Linked DNA regions of Mus musculus: region 1 is linked to region 2. A link is a contact called in public HiChIP or PLAC-seq data. All regions are on one chromosome and are shown on one strand. The core of a region is the stretch at or near the end of the contact, and the rest is flanking DNA. Distances in the headings are between cores, read along the strand shown.

Region 1 (5,068 bases), core at 1,776-4,275, 42 kb after region 2:
GGCGAGGGCTTACACTAAAAAGGCCACAACAAACACAGCTACACATTCTGCCCCACTCTAGCTCAACTTGATGAACACAAACATGGATCCTGCTTAGAAAGGAAACTCCTGAGGAAAGAAAGGGATGAAGACTGCACCAAGGCCACTGTTGTCAGAACTTCCATTGTATTTCCACCGCCATGAGGGGCGCTCACAAACAAGTACCGAGAGAGGGGCCAGGGACAAAAGGCTCTCCCAGCACTTGCTCGCTGTCTCACTCAGCTCCGACTGAGCATGAGAAGAACTTCCTAGCAGAAGTCTTCCTAACAGAGTCTGCACAGCCAGCAGGCTCCTGGCGGTCAGCCCTGATCACTGGGAGGGCTGGGGTGTCAGTGAGACGCCTCGACCCTGTCTCTAGTACACGCCAGTGTCTGTCTAAGCCATTATCTTTAGCTCAGTCCTTGACATTTACAAATGGAATTATGATCGCGATTTTTTCCTTTCCCTTTTAAAATACAAGTAGCACCAGGTTTCACGCTAATGTGAATTTCCCCACACCCTTCCCATGGTCATGAAGGTATTTGGCAATCAGTCCATGCAGCAACCTATGATGTACAAACAAGGTAGCCCAAGGTGTAAGCCCTCCCGCTCGCCCTACTTAAATGTCAACCCTGAGCACACAAATCAAAACATACAACTCTAGAAGTTATTATCTTCTCCTTCTCAAAACATACAACTCTAGAAGTTATTATCTTCTCCAGCTTCCTGTTAAAAGCCATCCCCTGCACACAGCACAGCCAGAGCCACGGCGGGCAGCTGATCTGTCCTAGCTCCGTAGATGGCAGGTTCCTCATGACTCCTGCTTTCAAAGCACTCACTCATTCTAAAATGGTATGCTATACACAAAACCATCTGCTTTATTCCAGAATACATCATCGTCATGAGAATAAAAAGCTTTGTATGCACACACTGCCAATACATTTAAAAGGCCCAAATGTTAACAAGTAGAATAGACAAATTCAGACAAAAGATCATAAATTACTTTGGCCGGCAAAAAAAAAATCTGGCTCAACATTTTGCTTGCAGATTTTCTACACATTGTGTGTGTGTGTGTGTAGTATATTTGTGTGAAAAGGGCTTTTTCAAAAGGAATGACGTGTGGCCTAGCCCACTTCCCACAATTATGTTGGGACTACAATGTTCTTTGCTAACAAAACAAGAAGGGCAAGGTCTGCATTCCCACCAACTCGATGCAGAGCCCCGAGCGCTTCCTGCAGAGTGAAGCCGGCACCAAGAATCCTGTCAACATCTGCAGCAGGAAAGATGAACGGTGGAAGAACGGAGGGGGTGGACAAGGACTGTGTGGGAGGTTGGTCCAATCCACTACGGGGCAACCCAGCTCCAGGGCAGACACTGCTGGTCTCCGGCCTGTCTGGGCCTGGATTATGCACATGCTCTGAAGGCTGACTGTGGGCACCCTCACTTGCTGCAAGTTCAGGTGCTATTTCTACCCCTGAGGTGCAGGGCAACTGCTCAGACAGTTTAGCTGAGGTTATGGCGACAGAACAGCTCTTCCTGGCTGACTCTGTTGATCTGCGGACATCTTCTCGGTCAGGTGACAAGCCATCACCCAGACCTTCAAAGCTAGTGGATGCTTCATCTTCTACCGCAGCACAAGGGGCAGTTCCTACGATTTCTGTCTTTCCTGATTCAGAGGTGGCCTGGTGACAGGAGCCTTGTGAGTACTGGTCACTAGGGGTCAAATGCACACTTTGGACCCTTCTTCCTGAAAGGTCTGAAACACTTGGTTGGCTCTCAGCTCCTATCTCTGACTGACAGGTAACATGCTCAGGTGACTCTTCTGAAGCTGGCTTACAGCTAATGACCAAAAGCTCATGGAGTTCTTTCAAGGCCACTGTGACAGATGAACAAAATTCTTCTGCTGATTCCACAGAGGGCTGACCGTGGCCACTTAGAAGGGAAGAGGAATTGTCATCTTTGTTATCCATTGTAGACATGTCAACATTATCTTCTGGGAGCTGCAATTCCCGAGTCAAGATGGAATGTTCCACAGGCTCACAGGACGGGTTAGACTGTAATGTCTCCACTTCCATAGTGGGATTATCTGAAGCGAGATGTGCTACACTAGGGCTCTTGATGACGGCATCCTGCCTGCCTGTTGAGCTGCACATAGCAACCAGAGACTGTTCAGCTGTATCTACTTCCATCAGGGCTTCTGAGCATGGACAGCTACAGAGTCCTGAAGCTGGAAGACCCTTCTCTGCACTGGGAAGATGAGCGTGTCTTTGTAGCTCACCTTTCCTCAGAGCTTCCAAACTGACAACTTCTTCATGAAGCTCAAGGTCTTCTGCGTCACAAAGACAGCCCTGGTCCTGTGGAACACTCTGCTGTCCAGCCTCTCGCTGTACACTCCCTGTTTCTCTGTGCTGCTGAAGGCCGTTCACGGGACTTGGGGTCTGATTTTCTGGATGCCAACTCTTTTCCTCCGCAAATATCTGTGGCTCCCGCATCCCAGTAGTTGTGAGAGTTAAACTAGCGTCCTGTCTTGTGTGGAGATACACTCTGAGGCCCTGGGTTCCTTTCTCAACAGATTTCTCCAGATTACCTGCAACAACGGCTTCTTTTGATGACTTATGGAAAGGCATGGCTAGACTCTGCTCTGCTGAGGAAGCAAGGTCAGGAAGAACCTGCAGAGGAGGAGGGTCTGTTTTCTTAGAGTTTGTCTGGAATTCAGCTGAAGCCTTCGTAGCCTCCATAGCTAGAGATTCAATGCTATTGGGGTCACCGGGCTTGATGGCGCAGACGGAAGCAGAAACAGAGCGAGCGAGACTCGTCGGGCTACCAACCTCAGGACTCTGCCCTGAAGGAGCTGGATGGTCAAACCCATCTGAAGTCGGCAATGATGACATTCCCAGTGAGGTAGATTCTTTACTGCTTTTCTCTGTAATAAAGAGAAAAGAGAAAAAGATTAGCTAGCAGACCACTAACTTATCAGAGTTGAATCCTCAATAGAATAAAAGCAGGCCTTTTAATTTAGGTCTCTCTTGCAAATATGCTAAAAAAAAAAAAAATACAAGAATCTTTCTCATGGTGGCAAGGTAGCATCTGTCACTGAAGCTGAAATGGGTGTGTGCTTAATAAACATTAAAATTCCATATGTAAAGAAAGCACTATTAGCGTGCACTTCACAATGGATGGGTCAGTGCTCACACTTAAAAGATACTTATTGATGTATTTATTCACTCCAGAAAGGCTCTCACTGCACAGCAGAGCTGGCCGTAAGCTGAGAGGCGCCTGCCTGGCTTCTGCAGTGCTGGGCTATGGGAGCGCATCACCACACCAAGCAGTCACTTTATTTCTGGTGATTTTTTGCATCTTCACAGGATGATTCTCATGACAAGGCTTTTTCCCCTCTTTAAAACAACAACAAACAAACAAACAAAACCCAATAGGTTCTCACTCTGTAGCCTAGGCTGGCCAACTCACTATAGTAAAGCCAGATAAGCCTTTAATTATCAGCAATCCTTGTGCGTCAGCCTCCTAAGCACTGGGGTTACAGCATGGGCCACCACTGTTGGCTCCAGTTCGCTGTTCATGTTTCAAGTGTAAGCACAGGTGTCCAAAAGCAAGCACGCTGGCAAGAGAGCAGGGCAACCAAGAGAGGTGGGGTTTACATGCCTGGAGAGCTCTAGAAGACAGACAAGTAAACAGTGGATTTTATTTCTAGCCAAGCTTTTCAAAAACCATGGTAAAACTAAGCACCCAATTCAAAGAACAAAACAAAAAATGAAGCAGACAGAATTTTATTTATCTGTTCAACCACTGTGCATTCATACTTGAGGCCTCCACATTTCCTGTACTCTTGACTTCATGTATAAGGACGATGGCTCCCAGTGTCAGAGCTATGGGTATGCATTACTGTTCTCAAATTTCTGTAGTGCTCTGGACCAAACCAACCTCATCTTACATATGCCAGGAGGCCTTCTGCTAATCCAACTACATCTCTAGCTCTCTAACGAGCTCTGTTCAGCCTGAAACGTGTGGGAGTTTCCTGCTTTAGTGTGAGTGCTGGGATCAACATGCAGGATTACGCCCAGCTTCTCAATGCTGTACCCTCGTACAGCACAACAGAACTGACCAGGCGTAGGCACGTCACTGAATCCACAGGAGGGCAGAGGAAGAGTGTAATCATTCTTTGATAGGCAACAATAACTTACACCCACCCGAATTTGATTGCCCTTCAAACTTGATGCGGAAGCCACAGTGGTCCAACTCCTCTGGCACTATTAAAAACCAGCCTCTAACCACCAAAAATATCTTTAATTAAAAGGCATAGATTGCTATCAACCCTGGAAATATTGGTTCCTGGGTTATTAAATTCAATTCAGATGCTTTGTGCTGAACACTAACATCAGTGTGAGTGCTGGTTTTCCACTGGTGAGGTCACACAGAGTGCAGTTATGATGCTAACATCACTAATTAATTCATCAGACCCCGCTGAGCTGCATGAGAGAGAGGATGGGCCTGCTGGAAGTTGTCAGCTTTTCCTTTTTGTGGTTGAGATGGGATCTCCTGTAGCCTATGTTGTTCTTTCTGTTTGTTTTATGAGAAAGAGTTTCTTTGGCTATACTGGAACTCACTTTGTAGACCAGGCTGGCCTTGAACTCAAGAGCAAATGCTGGGCTCAAAGGCCAGTGGCACCCCCTCAAGGTAGTGACTAACTTCTTTTTTTTTCAGGGTTTCTCTGTGTAGCCCTGGCTGTCCTAGAACTCAGAAATCCGCCTGCCTCTGCCTCCAGAGTGCTGGGATTAAAGGCAAAGGTGTGCGCCACCACGCCCGGCGTGACTAACTTCTTTTTTTTTTTTTTTTTTTTTTAAAGATTTATTTATTATTTTATGTAAATACACTGTAGCTGTCTTCACACACTCCAGAAGAGGGAGTCAGATCTCATTACGGATGGTTGTGAGCCACCATGTGGTTGCTGGGATTTGAACTCTGGACCTTTGGAAGAGCAGTCGGGTGCTCTTACCCACTGAGCCATCTCACCAGCCCATAATTTTTTTGCCTG
Region 2 (4,803 bases), core at 2,184-4,683:
ACACACACCCCTACATACCACACACAGACATCCCATGCTCTTAGGGAAATCAATGTGCTTCGGGAGTTAATTAGAAAATAACTGCCCCCAAGGAATAAGGAACCAGTCCTAGAGCCAAGGGTGTGTCCCACAGATGTCTGAAGCAGCAGCTGTGCATTGCCTGCCTGAAGGTGTGCAAGGCATGCAAGGCGGGGGCTCCACCATCACACCACAAAAAAGAAAGGAAAGAGCTGTCTAGACCAGCAACGTTCTCTTGATAGCTCTTGGCTTTAGAATCTCACTTTCCCTGGTGTCTACCATGGCCGAATGGGGCAGCTACGTTAATCTCAGAAGCCAGGCCCATGAGATGCTCTGGCCTCTTTGGGGTTGGCATTGTCCTCAGACAGTCATCTCCTTAGGCTTGCAGTTTCGCTTGCTACGATTTGTTACTGCAGTCTGGAAATACGAAATGGATACTTCCAGAAATAAATAATTGATAAGTTTTCAAAAAACTGGAAGCTAGGCATAGTGATACACACCTTTAATCCCAACTCTTGGGAGGAAGAGGCAGGTATCTATGTGAGTTCCAGGCTAGCCTGGGCTACTTAGTGAGATCCTATCTCAATAAAAATTATTTATTCATTTTTATTTTGTGTGGATGATGTGTGTGTGGCAGTGGCTGGGGCGGGGGGGCGCATATGCTGCAGGATTTGTGGGGAGGTCAGAGGGCATCTTTGTGGTGTTGGTTCCCTGCTTTCACTTTTATTTGGGTTCTGAGGGGTGAACCCAGGGGGACAGGCTTATGTTACAAGCATCTTCACTTGCTGAGCCAAAGCACTGGCCCCTGGTTTGTTGCCGCTGTTGCCTTATTTCCATGTATTTCAGGCTGCTCTGTGGAGAAGCACAAAGCCAAGGACACTCATCCTCACCTCTCAGACAGAGCTAAGACACTTCAGGCAATGTGCCGTTTCCCCGGGTGGATAGAAAGGCAGGAAGACACTGAAGCAAGAATCCAGGCCATAAGTCAGTCCCCCTCCATCTAATCCTGCTGACCCAGAGGCATCCTTTATCCGAGCAAACAGGCGTAGCCAGGCTTGGCCACACCCAGCAAGCTCCAGACTGGAAGATGGAGTTCTGTGTTCCCTCCCTTGCCTCCCTCCAGTACCAAGAGCCAAGGCATCTCACCAGATCCAGGTCGAACCGAATAAACTCCAACCCAGACACCAAGGTCAGGAAGAGAGTCAGGTGATCGTGGCTGCAGACCAGGGCGTTCCTGCCAGACAGAAAAAAACAACCCGGAGACTTCTGAGGCTGGTCACCAGCATGGCTCACCCACACCAGAAAGCCCACGGTGTTGAAGTTGGACACATGACAGTCCACCCCTGGATGGCACCCAGCTCATTCAGGCATGCCCCACTCCTCTCCCTCTCTCCTGTTCTCTCACTGGCTGTGAGGTCTCCAGAGATGGGCCTGGAGCAAAAGGCTTACCAGACTCTCGGTGGCTGCTATAAACACCCTGTCCCTGAAGTGTCCCCAGCAAAGGGGTAGGCAAGCATTGGGTGTGTGGTGAGTCTGAGGCCAAGGCAGACTCTTCAGAGCCCGGCTGGGATGCTGGAGGAGGCCTCAGACTGCCAGCAAGATGTCACATGCTCTACAGTCACAGCCCTCAGTAGGTGACACTGAGCTAGGCCTCTGTCTCCGTGTGACAGGAGGCTTTGGGCCGAGGCTTAGGGAGCTGGGGACCGGGCGGTTCAGACACTTACCTGACATAGTACTTCTGTAGCAGGCCCAGGTTCTCCTGGAACAGACGCAGGTAGCTCTCCAAGGAATTCTCATTGAGGGCCAGGTAGAGCCAGGCTCGGCCTGCAGAGAAGCCAGGAGTGACTCAGCTGCTGGGCAGTTCTGAGAAAGTCAAGGATGCTGCCCTGATCCTGCAGGCTAACATGGTTTCTGACCTGGGACTCCAAAGGTTTCCTTGTGTACCAAGTTCCCCTTCACTTCCTCAGTGACCCGCCCACAAACTGTCACATGCAGGGGAGAAAAAAATGAGGCTCTGCGGAAGGCGTGGGAATGTCAGCCCCCACTGCCACTGGACACTACAAGACAGACAGACAGCTGCCTCAGGCCGACCCTGGCAGGACCAGAGCTCCCCACAGGGGAGCGGTTCTACTCACTTCGCCCCAGGTTGGTGGCTACATGCTGTAGCACCTCAATTTGCCTGATGGCCTCTCTGCGGGTAAAATGGACCACGAGCACCCAGTAGCCAGAGGACAAGTCTTGCAACCTGTGAGGATGGGACAGCAGTGCTGGGCTGAGGCGGGCTGTCTCAGGCAACCAGGTGCCTCACTGTGGCCTGCCTGAGTGAGACAAGCCTCCCTGTGCCCGGCCCCCACAGCACGAGGAGGGGACTGAACTCACCCGTACAGCAGGGCGTGGTCCAGGTGCTCACACAGGCGCTGCAGGACCTTGTCGTGGTTCCGGATGGCAGGGGTCTCGTCCTCACATGCTGCAAAGTAGCTCTGCAGCTGAAAGGAAGACGACAGTGCTGACGAGGAGCGGCTCTGGGTATATGGCGTCCTGGGATGGCCCGTCGAGTCTGCCCTGATCTTGCCCAGGAGGTTTCCGAGGGCAAAGGCTCTCAGGAGGACTTTGTGTAGATAGCCTTGTGAGGGATGGCCAGCTCACAGTGTGTTGGGCACTATGCTTTGGGGCAGGGGGATAGGCTGTGCTTGCAGCCTGGGCATCATACACAGTGGTATCTGTTATCAGACATAGACACACACACACACACACACACACACACACACACACACACAGAGAAAGAGAGAGAGAGAGAGAGAGAGAGAGAGAGAGAGAGAGAGAGAGAGAGAGCCTGTTGGTAATATCTGAAGGCATTTAAAAAAGATTCCCAAACACTTTAAAAAATATCAAAAAAAATATATCATTTATTTAATGTGTAGGCCCTGCTTGGAGCTGCCCTCTGTACACACCAAAGTCTGAGAGGCTGGGTCACCTGCTTTGATGGCTTTCCTGCCAGAGGCTGACATGGACATTAGATGTACCCGAGGAAAATGGCCACATCTAGGTGTGTGCCAGATTTGTGTCAAGCCCCGTGCCAAGAAGGACTCTGTTCCCAGAGCTGGACAGGGGGACAGAGAGAGGGTGGGAGGGAGGGAAAAAGAGAGCCAGGGAGAATGAGAGAAAGAAGGGGAAGAGAGGAAGTCTGAGATCTCAGAGGACTCTGAGCTCTGAAGCACCCCCAGCCCACCAGGATGATAGAGGCCAGGAGCCTGAGATCTATGCAGCCAGAGCAGAGCCCTCTCCTGTCACCTTCCCAGTGGCCCAGATGGAAAATGCAAGAAAAGAGCAGAGATCCCCATACACTGGGGGTGGGTTTAAGCTCCTGGGACCACTCCGCTCTCAAGTGTTTTCTGGAAGCAGCTGCAGTGGCAGATCAGTCACACCAAGAGGCACATGCTCTTGGAGGGAGGCCAACCATTGAACTCCCACAACAAAAATAGCCTCTTCTCTATGACCCGGAACAAGCCCAGCAGCCAGGCTGACTGGGACTGAATTCTCGTTCCGGGTCCATGCTAGGCAAGACACAGCCACTCGAGAGGCTCTGTCGCTGGCTATCCCACCCCTGCAGACCTTTGTCTTCTGTGCTTAGGTCTTTGAGCGTGAAGTTAAGGGTCACCTGTACTACTTCTGGATGGGTGACCCATTTTTTTTCATATTTATTAATGACTTAGCCTCTTTCCATCTGAGCCACAAGCCTTTTCTAGATTATTCTGTGTTGTTGGTCTGCTGTCTATTTCCAAATCAGTCCCCATTTGATTGCCTCCACTTTCCTCAGCCCTTGGACACCGGCAGAAGTTCACTTAGCCCCCACCCTGCTATTCTTTTACAAAACTGTTATTCCAGCCAAAATTTACGTTATACTTATAGGGGGCACATGTGCACATATGGAGGTCAGAGGACAACCTGCTGGTTCTCTCCTTTTATCTTATGGATGCAATCGGGGATCGAACTCAGGTCATCGGGTTTGGTGGCAAGCCCCTCTGCGTGCTCAGCCACTTTACTCACCCCAAGCCATTCTCTCACCATCAAAGTTCATCACCATTCCATTTTGGGTTTTTTTGAAAATTTGTTTTATGTGTACGGGTGTTTTACCTGCATGTACGTTGTGAGCTGCCATGTGGGGGCTGGGGATGCAACCCTGGTCCTCTGGAAGAGCAGCCAATGCTGAGCTATCTCTCCAGCCCCATCTCGGATTTATAATAGAATTATGCTGAACCCAGAGACCAGTCACATGGAGAGTTGATGGTGTTTCACAGTATCCAGTCTGGCCCAGGAACACAGGCCCCATCCCCATTTGCTCAGTCTTCCTTGGGCCCCGTGGGAAATCTGACAGATGTCTTTAGATATGTCCTACACATATTTACACTTTGCAAATATGCAAACATTGCAAAAATACAGGGTTGCAAATCTATACATGATTTCATGACTCAGAACAATCTACAACACAAAACCATTTTTTTTTTTTAAGATTTATTTATTATATATAAGTACACTGTAGCTGTCTTCAGACACTCCAGAAGATGGCATCAGATCTTGTTACAGATGGTTGTGAGCCACCATGTGGTTGCTGGGATTTGAACTCTGGACCTTTGGAAGAGCAGTCGGGTGCTCTTACCCACTGAGCCATCTCACCAGCCCACAAAACCATTTTTTAGGAAAAAAAAAAAAAAAAAAAAAAGCACACACCACGGCTCAGCATCAAAGAGGCTTGCTGCCAAGGCTGACGACCTGAGTTCAAGCCTC

What was found. HiChIP or PLAC-seq counts read pairs in DNA pulled down with a chosen protein or histone mark.
Region 1: a contact with region 2 is called in an H3K27ac HiChIP or PLAC-seq map of heart atrium, with 11 read pairs. The contact joins the promoter of Rsc1a1 here to the enhancer-like site in region 2. A contact is called at or near these places in 8 of 39 promoter capture datasets (the C10 cell line, HPC-7-derived erythroid cells, frontonasal cranial neural crest and 4 more), 7 of 484 Hi-C or Micro-C datasets (bone marrow-derived macrophages, common lymphoid progenitors, granulosa cells and 3 more), 5 of 115 datasets of contacts at active chromatin or transcription factors (bone marrow-derived macrophages, embryonic stem cells, fibro-adipogenic progenitors and 1 more) and 5 of 9 other capture datasets (adipose tissue, embryonic stem cells, liver and 2 more).

Annotation. Positions count from the first base shown.
Region 1 is chr4:141,682,691-141,687,758 of GRCm38.p6, forward strand. Rsc1a1 (regulatory solute carrier protein, family 1, member 1) reads right to left here and starts at 3,026. Exons shown (of 1, transcript NM_023544.5): 1 at 873-3,026. The coding sequence starts at 2,909. The coding sequence ends at 1,161. It overlaps Ddi2 (DNA-damage inducible protein 2), which reads right to left. Exons shown (of 10, transcript NM_001017966.2): 10 at 873-2,941.
Region 2 is chr4:141,640,253-141,645,055 of GRCm38.p6, forward strand. It overlaps Plekhm2 (pleckstrin homology domain containing, family M (with RUN domain) member 2), which reads right to left. Exons shown (of 20, transcript NM_001033150.2): 2 at 2,398-2,504; 3 at 2,154-2,263; 4 at 1,743-1,842; 5 at 1,165-1,252. Among named protein-coding and RNA genes, the nearest start is that of Slc25a34, 19 kb to the left of the region's middle. Within about 2 kb of position 3,434, at least 91 of the 459 cell types and tissues checked have an H3K27ac peak or open chromatin away from gene starts, as enhancers often do. A contact at or near this core is called in adipose tissue, bone marrow-derived macrophages, granulosa cells and 2 more, where this site is marked.